Regions from separate parts of the Mus musculus genome. Here region 2 is linked to region 1. Evidence: chromatin contacts called from public HiChIP or PLAC-seq data. All regions are on one chromosome and are shown on one strand. The core of a region is the stretch at or near the end of the contact, and the rest is flanking DNA. Distances in the headings are between cores, read along the strand shown.

Region 1 (5,319 bases), core at 764-3,263:
TTCAAATGTTAAATTACAAGCTATTCTGAGTAGTGAATTGAAATCTCATTCCATTCCACTGACTCTCATCTAGGATGTGAATATCCCTTGGTCTGCTGTGACCACACTCTACATACTACCTTCCCAATAGTTACATAGCAGCCATCTTGGCTTTACTAACTACCAACGTTTTGCAGTATTTGTGTTCCAATAGCCTTGATTTATCTCATTATGGCCCCAAAGCACAAGAGTAGTGATGCCAGCCAGTGTAATATGTCACAGAGAATAGTAAGAGGGTTTCCTTTAAGTGAAGATGTAAAGGTCAGGACTTAATAAGGAACAAAAGCAACAAGGGGATGTATTTATAAATAAGATGACAAGAACAACCCCACCTTTGTAACTGTAAAGGAAAAAAAAATTAGTTTCCCTGTAGCATTTCAAATTGCAAAAGTCACACAGCATGTGGGTGGCCTTAAGGGGATGGCATGTGGTTTGTGCCCATGTATACACAGGTGTACACAGGAGTCGGTAACCCCCAGGATCTTGGGAGTCTACTGGGGCCTTGGAATATATCTGCCACCGAAAACAGAGATGGTGTGCATCAGCTATACATAAAAGCCCTATAATGTTATTGGTAATCTTAGGACTTAAACTATTAGTAGCCATTGATCAACCTGAAGTTCAAGCTTCTTATACTCTGCTGTTGTTAGTGCTATGTGAGACCTCACTCAACCCTTAACTCCAGGAAGTAGACGCGAAACCACCCCATTTTACACACACAGACTAACCCACAAAAATGTGAAACCCTGAACTGGGTATGGTGCTGCACACCTTTCATCTCAGCACTAGAGAGACAGAGTTAAGTGGACCTCCATGAGTTTGAGGCCAACCTAGCCTACATAGCAAGTTCCAGACCAGCCAAGGCTACATAGTGAGACCGCATCTCAAAGGAGGAAAACCGTGAGGCACCATCCCAACATCAATTGATACAAACCCAGTGATACAAACCCAGGCCTGTCTGGCTCCAAAATCCTACTTTTGATCTCCAGGCGATGAGTTTCTGGGAAGTTACCATAGCAGATGGGCCTCGTCTCTCTGAGGCGTTGGAAATAGGTTTCAAGGCAAAACAACTAATCACTCTGGCGAGCATCCCATCAGTCTGCCAATACTGTCAACTCCTGCTAAGAGATGGGGTCTAGAGAGGGACCATTCACAGAGAAAGATCTACTTGAAAATTGCTAAAAGATGAGACTTCTCTAGCCCACTTTAGCATATGGTCCTGCAGAGCCCAGGCTCAAAGACAAGTCCATGTGGTGTATTTTTCAAACTTGCCCACCTAGGCGTACATGGCACAAGAAACGATGGTCTCAGTCACCACCGTGCAGATGTGGGAGGCCATCCCTTTTTTCGGTATGTGACCTGAGGCAGATGACTTCATTTAAATTTTTGTTTTGTCATTTGGCCAGTGGATCAATAATTCTGTTGCTCTGTATAAATAACGGCTGTCACAGGCCAAACCATAAACTGGGTACATCAGCAAAAGTGTTCCAGGTATCAATTCAAGTCCCGTCCTCATGCTGCCTTGGATAGGCTGCACAGGAACCATAAGAAGCCCCATTGTACAGATCATTTACTGTTGAATAACTTGCCCAAGGTCAAAGAGCTAGTAATGACAGAAATAAGCCTCAAGTCCAAACCATCTAAGAAGAACTCACCCTGCCAAAGCCTACAGCTTCTTCGTGGAGTGAGGATTAAAGCACGATGCACTGCAAAGCCTGCCGGCACAGTAAGTGTTCAGTTAATGCTATGCCATTAGTTTTATTATAGCTAACACTATCTAAACACTGAAGAAGATGATGACATTTAAAACCAAAGCAGAACAGTACCACTCAAAAGAGTAGACTTCTGACCTTTTTAGAGCTGTCTTGTGAAGAAAGAAACACTACTTACAAAACAGGAACTTACAACCCATCTTGGAGAGATGGTGCCGCTTAAAGCATCCCAATGACGCAAACAGTTCTGTAAATGCAAAGGGGCTGAATGGCTCTGTAGACAACTGCAGAGGGAATTCCCCATAAACGTCCCCACCCCCAACCCTTGCACCGTTTAGACACTCCCTCCAGGCTCATCAGCACACTAATCACGAGGGCTCTGCCTTCCTAGCAGATGAACTTTAAAAATTGCTACATCCTTTTGTAAAAGAGAAGAAAATCAAAAGTAATTGGAAAAACTCACATTGCAATGTGAGTCCTACTTTTAATGCTAGAACCAGTCAGAAGAGGAAGACAGGACAGAACGGTTAGAGAAGGGGCTTTGGATGTTCTGCCCACATCAGACTCCTCTTCAAAAGGCAATTCCTAATTACCTCATGGAATTTATTTCTTGTCTACATCACACTCACACACACACACACACACACACACCTCTATAGAAAAGCAAGCGTCTCCATGAGTCTATAAGTCTAAGAGGCTCTAACAGATTTCATAGACTAGGATAATCATAAACCTTGAATTTTATTTCCATAGTTCTCAAGACTTTGAAGTCCAAGACCGAGCTATTGGCCAGTTCATGGTGAGGGTCTGACTCTTAGGCTTCATAGCCAGCCCCAGTCTCTATGCCCACACTTGAGGTATCTCTTTTCAGCTCTTTTAAAGGGCACACATCATCCCTAATGACCCCACCTCCTAATACCATCACCCAGGGGATGAGGATCTCAGAATGAACTGTGAGGAACACAGTATCCCCACTACAGTATCCAAGGGTCTCTCTTGCTCATTATCACCCCTCCACCACCCTGGATGCTCAATAAATGCTGTTTACATAAAAGATGAAAAGTGTCATCTCCATTAATATCCTATCAGAAAAGCATCCCACCTCTCTCCCTGTCTCCACCCAGAACCCCCACTCCTTCCTCATGAGGTGCCTTGTCACTGTCCAGGCCCCCAGCCGGTCTCATTTCTTGTACGGCTGTAGTGTAAGAACTGTTACATTCCGTTATAGTAGAATTCCCATGAGACAAGGACCCCAGAGTCTTATATCTGACATTTTGTGGCCAGCAGGGAGTATGAATGAACCAATGGATGAGGCATTAGTGCCACCCCTTCGTTGGTTGTATCTGTTCTCCTAGAGGACAGAGACATAGTCACCAAACGCTCCGTCCTCTGGCAAGTGTGAATTATCTTGAGCCCCAGCTGTTTTTGCTAAGGATTTTAATTATCCTTGGACCATGACCACTATAGCACTCTGAGATCTACGGACTTCTCTCAAAATGATGTTTTGAATTCATAAAATAAAATCCACAGAAACTGACCATACTTAATTAGCACTGGAACTTTTTCCCAACATTGTGGCATGGTAGCACAGTCCTACCGATAGTGAGGGCCAACAGTGACCTCGGAGGGCTCTTCCAAACCTTGGGCTACTACATTTGTAAATCTTCTGAATGGCAGTCTCAGCTGCTGCTGATGTACCCTTTTTATCATTGGAGGAAATTCTACACCTCGGTCAGAGAACACTTACTCAACCGACTTCATACTTGCCTTTGAACTCTGTCCTGGGCATCCCCAGACCCCAGTGAAGAATTCCTTCAGCATGAGATTCAGCCCCTACCTTTTTCCTTTCCTACTGCCTGTTCAGGCCTGAGAAATTAAGTAGAGGACACTTCAGTGTTCCTTTCCTATTGCAGTCTGGGATGGGATGGCAGCTACCTTAAGGGGAAAGGCATTCTATCCAGGCATCATACACTAAAGTAAAAGCGTACACACCAGATGCACACACTAGCTGGGCTCCTTCACTCCCTGGCTTTATGACCTGGGCAAACATCATCCTCACTGATGATGAGGCTGCAAGCAAAGGCTCAGGTGAACCTGTAAGGAAAGACAAATATTCTGCACCACATCCTGGCTACAGAGCGAACTACAGTCATGAACTTACACGTAAGAGCCCACACGTGCACTTAGCACAAGTCCATCCCAGTCTCACCCCATCTCTCTCCACAGGTACTCCATACTAAAGTCCCCCACATTTTCTAATGCCAGCTTCTCCCACCTCTGCTCCACACTTGAGCTTTTCCTAGCCTTGGCAAGCCTGCAGACCCAGTGAGACAGGGTTAGAACCTCCCAGGGCTGACTGGGCTGACTGGGCTGACTGGGCTGAAGGTGTGAGAACGGGTGAGGCTGGTCAAGCTGTCCTCTGCCTCAGAGCTTCACATTAGCACATTCCAAACAAGTCTGTCTCTGTCGGTGCCACAGCAAGGAGCAAGCAGACACTTCATTCTGAGGATCACAATCAGTGTTCGGTTTTCTTCCTCACACATTTCTTCACCTGGGAAGAAACGACCAGGGAAGGCAATGAGGCAATGGCAAACACCACAAGAGGAGGAAGCAGAAGAAGCAAGCTAGGTCACAAGCAGCACTTTTTTCCCCCTAGTTTTATTTCTCCCTAATAAATACTTATGTTTTAAACAACAAGACTTCCCCAAAAGCAGAGAATAAGTGTTCCCTCCTATGGCCATGAAGTGTAGCCACTGTAAGCTGGAAGCTGCCTCTGCCTTGAGAAGAAAGAGGGCTCCCCAATGCTCTGAAGACCTCCCCACCCCTGGCTGTGAAGCCTCCCAGAACCATCCTGAAGTCCGGGTGGTTTTGTGTGTGTGTGTGTGTGTGTGTGTGTGTGTGTGTGTGTGTGTGTGTGTAATTTCTTAAGTTGTTTCCATGTTGGTGTGAAACATAAGTAGAGGCTGCTCTTCAGAACTGGGACTGTCCTCCACCACACAGCCATCAAGCACAAAGCCCCCTCCTGCAGAACAGAGTGGCTGGGAATCACCTAGCAGAGTCAGTCACTTGCCACCTGGATAGATTTTAATAGGCTGATTTTTTTTCTTTGAGCCTGTCTTCCGCATTGGTAAAACAGAACTTGTGTGTGTGTGGGGGGGGGGGGTTCCTAAGGACTAAGAACTCAACATAGCAAGCGCCTGGCATCCAGGAGGGCTCTGGTGAAGCAACAACAGCAAAAACAAAACAGATACTATTCCTTACTGCGGGCCACAAAACCTGAAAGGAGGGTACAGTTTCCGAGGAGGAAGAAGGAAGAAGCTAAGACAAATGAAAGGCCAATCAGGAAGAGACATCCAAGCGAGAGCCCTGATTACCATGGGGAGCTCAGCCCGCGCAGCACCGCTGCGAACTGGATGATAATGTGCAAATGATTAGAAGGTGATTTTATGTCATATAAAAACAACAGCTCTGTTTGTACAGAACAGGAGATGAGAGCTGTTTTGCACAGGAGGCCAGTTACAGTCTGCACCCCAACTTCTCAGCAGCAGCCTCTCCTCAATCTCGGGGT
Region 2 (5,028 bases), core at 985-3,484, 790 kb before region 1:
AGAAGAGGGCATCAGATTTCGTTACGGATGGTTGTGAGCCACCATGTGGTTGCTGGGACTTGAACTCAGAACCTTCAGAAGAGCAGTTGGCGCTCTTAACCACTGAGCCATCTCGCCATCCCCTGTTTTTCTTTTATTAACTGTCCAGATACAGTTACTTCTATGCTGGGATGGTGACCAGAAGTCATGGCTCTCATTTCTAGGCCTAGTTCTGTGTCCTGGTTGGAATCTGATGGACCAGAGGCACAGAATGATGTTTCTACCATCAGGACAGAGTAGACTGTGGAATGGAAGCTGCTCTGGAGGCTGTGCGGTCCGTATGGTTTGAATTATGGCAGTTAGAATTGCAGGGCCAGCATGCTTGCCGAGAGATTTGCTAACCTGATCAAGAGAGTTGAGCGGAAGATTGGTAAGAAGGAATAGAAGAACATTAAAATGTGATTGAGTGGAGAACAGGAGTATGAGAAAGTTTAGGAGGGGGCTGCAGATGTCCTGAGACTCAGCAGGACCAGGGCTGTGCATCCCTAGGCAGATGGAGATGGAGCTTTGTCAGATGCCAAGCACCTTGCTAGAAGGAGGGTTGATGGCTCATTTCCCCCTGCAGGCTTTATTCTCCCCCCACCCCCCAATAAACTCTTAACTTCTCCCTTTAGTTGCTGTCCTTAGAAACCTGAGAAAATAACGCAGGGGCTGCCTCCTTGTGTTTCCTTCAAGCACAATAAAGAAGCCTTGGCCAGAGACATAAAGTGGCAGGGAGAGATGACAAACTAAAGAAGTATGCTTTAGACATGGCTGAGGGCTCTACAGGCATTTCAGAGAAGTCTGTGAATGGCACGCATGAAAAGGAAGACATGCCCACAAGGTTTCTGAGCCTGTCCCAAATGGAACAGGAAGTGAGGCGTGTGCCTGTGGGAAGACATGTGCTCCTAATAACTCTTGCTACCAATCTTTGGACATGGCTTTTCTACAGAGTGCAGAGCCGGATAAAATGCCGCCTGTAAGTGGGATGCATCCCAGCCTCCAGCCGTCAGGATGCAGAGAATGACTCCAGCTACAGGAAACATGACTAATACTTTCATAGTCCAAAAGTAAAGCTGGAGTCCAAAAGGGAAACAAAGCTGTTTGGGGATGGGGAGAGGTGGAGGAAAGGCTTTATGGAGAAGGCACTGTCTAAAATGGTTTGAGGAGGATGGAGGACATTTCTGCAGATGGGGAAGAAAAAGCGGGTGAGGAGGGGTTCCATGAAGACAGATGAATGAGGATAAAGGCGTGCCACTGTGGGAGGGTGGAGTACCCTGAGCTTTTATGAGTGTGATATTTTGGAGATGGAGGTTGAGTAGTAGCAGCTAAAATATTGGCATTTCAAAATTTCCTGTCATCAACATCTGTTGTCAGGTGAGAAAACCACCCATTTAGTAATGTGCATCAAGTGGCAGAGAGCTGGAGTCCAAGGACCTCCGTAAACGGTATCGGTATCGTGGCAAGTGTCACACGCCGGCTTTGCGATGTCTACTTACCCTCTGCAGCTTGGGGATGAGGAGCAGGAGGGAAAGCCTGGGCCGTGACGAGGTCATGGGACTATGAGATGAGTAAGGAAGTAAGCAAGGAGAGAAACAGGATCCGTGGTTTTGAGAATAAAAGAATATAAAGCCAGTCGGAGGTGATGAGCATAGAGGAAGCCACTCTTGGTATTTGGGAATCTGGGAGGAGTCTGTTTGGATGAGGGCTGTGTGGTTGGTTGGGAAATCAGAACCAGGTGTCAGCTTGACCGCCAAGAGAGTTACTAGGAGCTTTGATGTTGGAGGGATCAGTCCCGGGCCTCAGCAGGCTGTGGGGAGGGGAAAGAGCTGGGTGTGAGCTGCCTTACTGAAACTCTGGGCACAGGTAAGATCGCCGAGAGTGGAGTCGTCTAGGAAGAATACATGAGGGCAGAACCTTCATAGATGCCTCTGGTAGCGCTTGTACTTCCCATGAGCATGCGCAGGACAGCTAAGGCGTGGAAACACCCTAAGGCCCGGGGACCCGTGAATGCATCAAGAACCCAGTGCCAGCATGTGGCCTGTCATACAACCAGAACAATCCTATTGCAGACAAAAGCATGGATCATGTGTTAAGTGAAATTGGCCAGTTGCAGAAAGAGGAACACTGGGCAGCCTCACTTATGTAAGCTGTCTGAAATAGTCACACGCAGAGACGCAGCGATGGGAGGAGGGAGAGAACAGGATGTTGCTGGGCTGGTTACAGGGTTGTGTTTCTGCAAGGTAAGCTCTGGAGATCTGGTGAGCAACCTCCTGCCTGTAGATAAGAAGCCTGCGCGGTACACCCGAAGTCTGCTAACTTCACATTAAGTACTCAGCCCACAATAAAAGTAAACACACAGAACCCATTAGATGCTGTACCTACAGATATAGGTTTAAGAGGAAGCAGAAAACATTCTCCAGCACATGACCTGGGAAGGCCCCAGGGTGGTTGCACAAGCATGCTAGAGTCATGTCTGCAGAGCTAAGGTTTGCAGTGAGCTGGGCTCGTGAGAGAAGCTGGAAAGCCCGAAGACTATAAGGCTGGAGCCCCAGACCCAGAGCAAAAGCTGCTGGGTTTGGTTCTTTTTTTTCTTCCTCTTCACAAAACAGCAAATCAGGTTGTTCCATCTTTTTCTAAGGAGAGCTAACTGGACAGGACAGGCTGAACATGGGGACATCACTCCTTATGGTGAGGCAGCCGGAGACAGGTGCCCCGCTGAGTCAAGCGACCCAGGGTGGTTTGGCCCCAGCACACAGCAGAAGACGTGTTCCCTCAGTCTTCTTGGGAGTTGGGTGGAGAAACTGTTGGGTATAATGATTGAGATTGGTACGAGGTACCCAGAGTGGATGGCCTCTGGGAAGACTGTTAAAGGGACTATCTGAAAAGCTCTAGACTAATACGCAACCCTGGTTGCACACCTTGATCTCCAGACCAGAATTTACGAGAAGATACTTCTATCTCAGCTTCATTCTGGAGTTACGGCTGATGTGGTTCAGGCTCCCACAGACAATGACCGGCATACAGGGGTGGATCCTAACTCTGCACAGGGTTCTGTCCACCCACTCTGAAATGCTGGAATGACTATCGTCCAGCAGAGCAACAGCTCACGCTTAGGAAAGGAAACAGTTTGGGTTCTGCTTAAGATGTGCACAGTCACTCTAGAGTCCTTTCGTGGCTATGTGACTAGATCATCAGAATACCTCAGTGCAACATTCTTCTTCAAACTTAAACCTGAGGGTTGGAGGAGGAGACCTGTCTCAGAACCAGGAAGAAAAGATTTCTTAATACCATAGAGGTAATTGGTGTGATGGCTTGAATAAGAATGGCCCTCATAGGCTACTATATTTGAATGCTTAGTCATCAGGGAGTGGCACTATTTGAGAAGGACTAGAAGGTGTGGCTTTGTTGGAGAGGAAGTGTGCCTTTGAGGTGGTTTGTCTTTTTGTTTTTTGTTTTCTGGTTTTTTGTTTTTTTGTTTTTTTGTGTTTGTTTGTTTTGAGGTAACCACCCTGGCTCATCTGTGTTTTGGTTTTCTAGGGAGTGGCACACCAAATCTTGCCTCATGATTTATAGAGTAGGAACAGGGATTAGAAACATGTGGAGTTGATATTCGCCACCCACTGGTTAAGGAATGGATACAGCCAGCCCCAATGTGCCTTGGAATGGTGGTGAGGGTCTCCTCCAACCTCCCAAGAAATAAATACCAGAGACGTTGGATCCTATGCTGAGGATAAAATATTAATCTGTCCAAGTGGTGCCTCAACGTGTGCCTCAGAATCACCGGGAGGACAGGTTATAACCGGCCCCTGAGCTCTGCCCTCTTTTGAGATTCTGTAATCTGTGTTGGAGTCTGGTACTATCAATTTCAAACAAGTTCCAGCACCACGACTGGAGGCCACTGTATAAGGGACAACTACCACATCCACGCTCAGGGCCTCTGCATGGCTACGCCAGGGCTGTCAGAGGAAAGGATTCCTGCATCCACTCGCGAGGACTCCACAGGATTGGGATGGGCCACTGGAGGTATCTTGATTGCATTGGCCTACAAAAGCCGTAATGATAAATGCCTCAGGAGGCATGTGGGACCAGGAGTCCAGTTGCTGATTCAGGGATCTCTGAGATGCTGACATGAGGACGGATCCATGAAAGACACTCAGGTGTTCCCACGTCACTTAGTGACCCTTGGATGAAAAAAAAAACTTTATCTAACTCAAGGAACATGCTGATCTGAACAAAATGTAATAGCTTCCCTGTCATACACAGAATGGTCATTTATATCCATTCTTCTTTTACTGTGGCTTTTTCCAGTAAAGTGCACCAAGCTTAGAGTACATATAGAACTGTATTTTGGCAAATATGGAACTACCACCTGGCTTGAGGAACAGAACTTCTGCAATTCCCAGCAGCCCCTGCGGCTGATCCTCCTGTAAAGGGAAGTGCTGAAAAATCTCTTCTAATTCTTGTGGTGTGCTGGAGGGGCCTCACAGGTTCTGTGTATCAACCTATTACAAGTGTTTGATCTATGACAGAATTCAGTGTAAGGCCTGCTTTCAAGTCAGCGTTATCACCAAGAAGGCGGGGACCCATTGACTCGCCCCTTCTTCTAAATCATGTAGCCTGCACATCCAAAGTGCAACGCCAAATACTGAGGCCAAGGCGAAGTTACCCCACCAGGCCTCAGAGCTGGCCTAGCACTGTTCAGCTTCTTTAGAAAGCTCTCAGATCAAGCTGGTGGAAAACCAGTTGTATCTACAAGTCTAGTGAGCATAATTTATGCAAACACATGCCATTTGGGGGCTTCTACTAAGGAAAAGAGAATAGAGTTCTACCAAAATTGGGGGGAGGGAGGCTGGCGAGATGGCTCTTCAATTAAGAGCATTTGCTGCTCTTGCAGAGGACCTGGCTTTGATTTCCCAGAGGGTATCTCATAATTCCCTCAGTAATAACCTGTAACTCCAGTTCCCGAGGCTGCCACACCCTCCTCTGATTTCAGTATGAGAGTGCTTG

Evidence for each region. HiChIP or PLAC-seq counts read pairs in DNA pulled down with a chosen protein or histone mark.
Region 2: a contact with region 1 is called in an H3K27ac HiChIP or PLAC-seq map of thymic regulatory T cells, with 6 times the contacts expected there. The contact joins two enhancer-like sites. A contact is called at or near these places in 2 of 115 datasets of contacts at active chromatin or transcription factors (regulatory T cells and thymic regulatory T cells).

The regions. Positions count from the first base shown.
Region 1 is chr6:49,583,430-49,588,748 of GRCm38.p6, reverse strand. No RefSeq gene overlaps it. Among named protein-coding and RNA genes, the nearest start is that of Gm31226, 48 kb to the left of the region's middle. Within about 2 kb of position 2,013, at least 14 of the 459 cell types and tissues checked have an H3K27ac peak or open chromatin away from gene starts, as enhancers often do. A contact at or near this core is called in regulatory T cells and thymic regulatory T cells, where this site is marked.
Region 2 is chr6:50,375,242-50,380,269 of GRCm38.p6, reverse strand. The region is part of intron 2 of Osbpl3 (oxysterol binding protein-like 3); the gene reads left to right. Among named protein-coding and RNA genes, the nearest start is that of Gm52900, 3.9 kb to the left of the region's middle. Within about 2 kb of position 2,234, at least 157 of the 459 cell types and tissues checked have an H3K27ac peak or open chromatin away from gene starts, as enhancers often do. A contact at or near this core is called in regulatory T cells and thymic regulatory T cells, where this site is marked.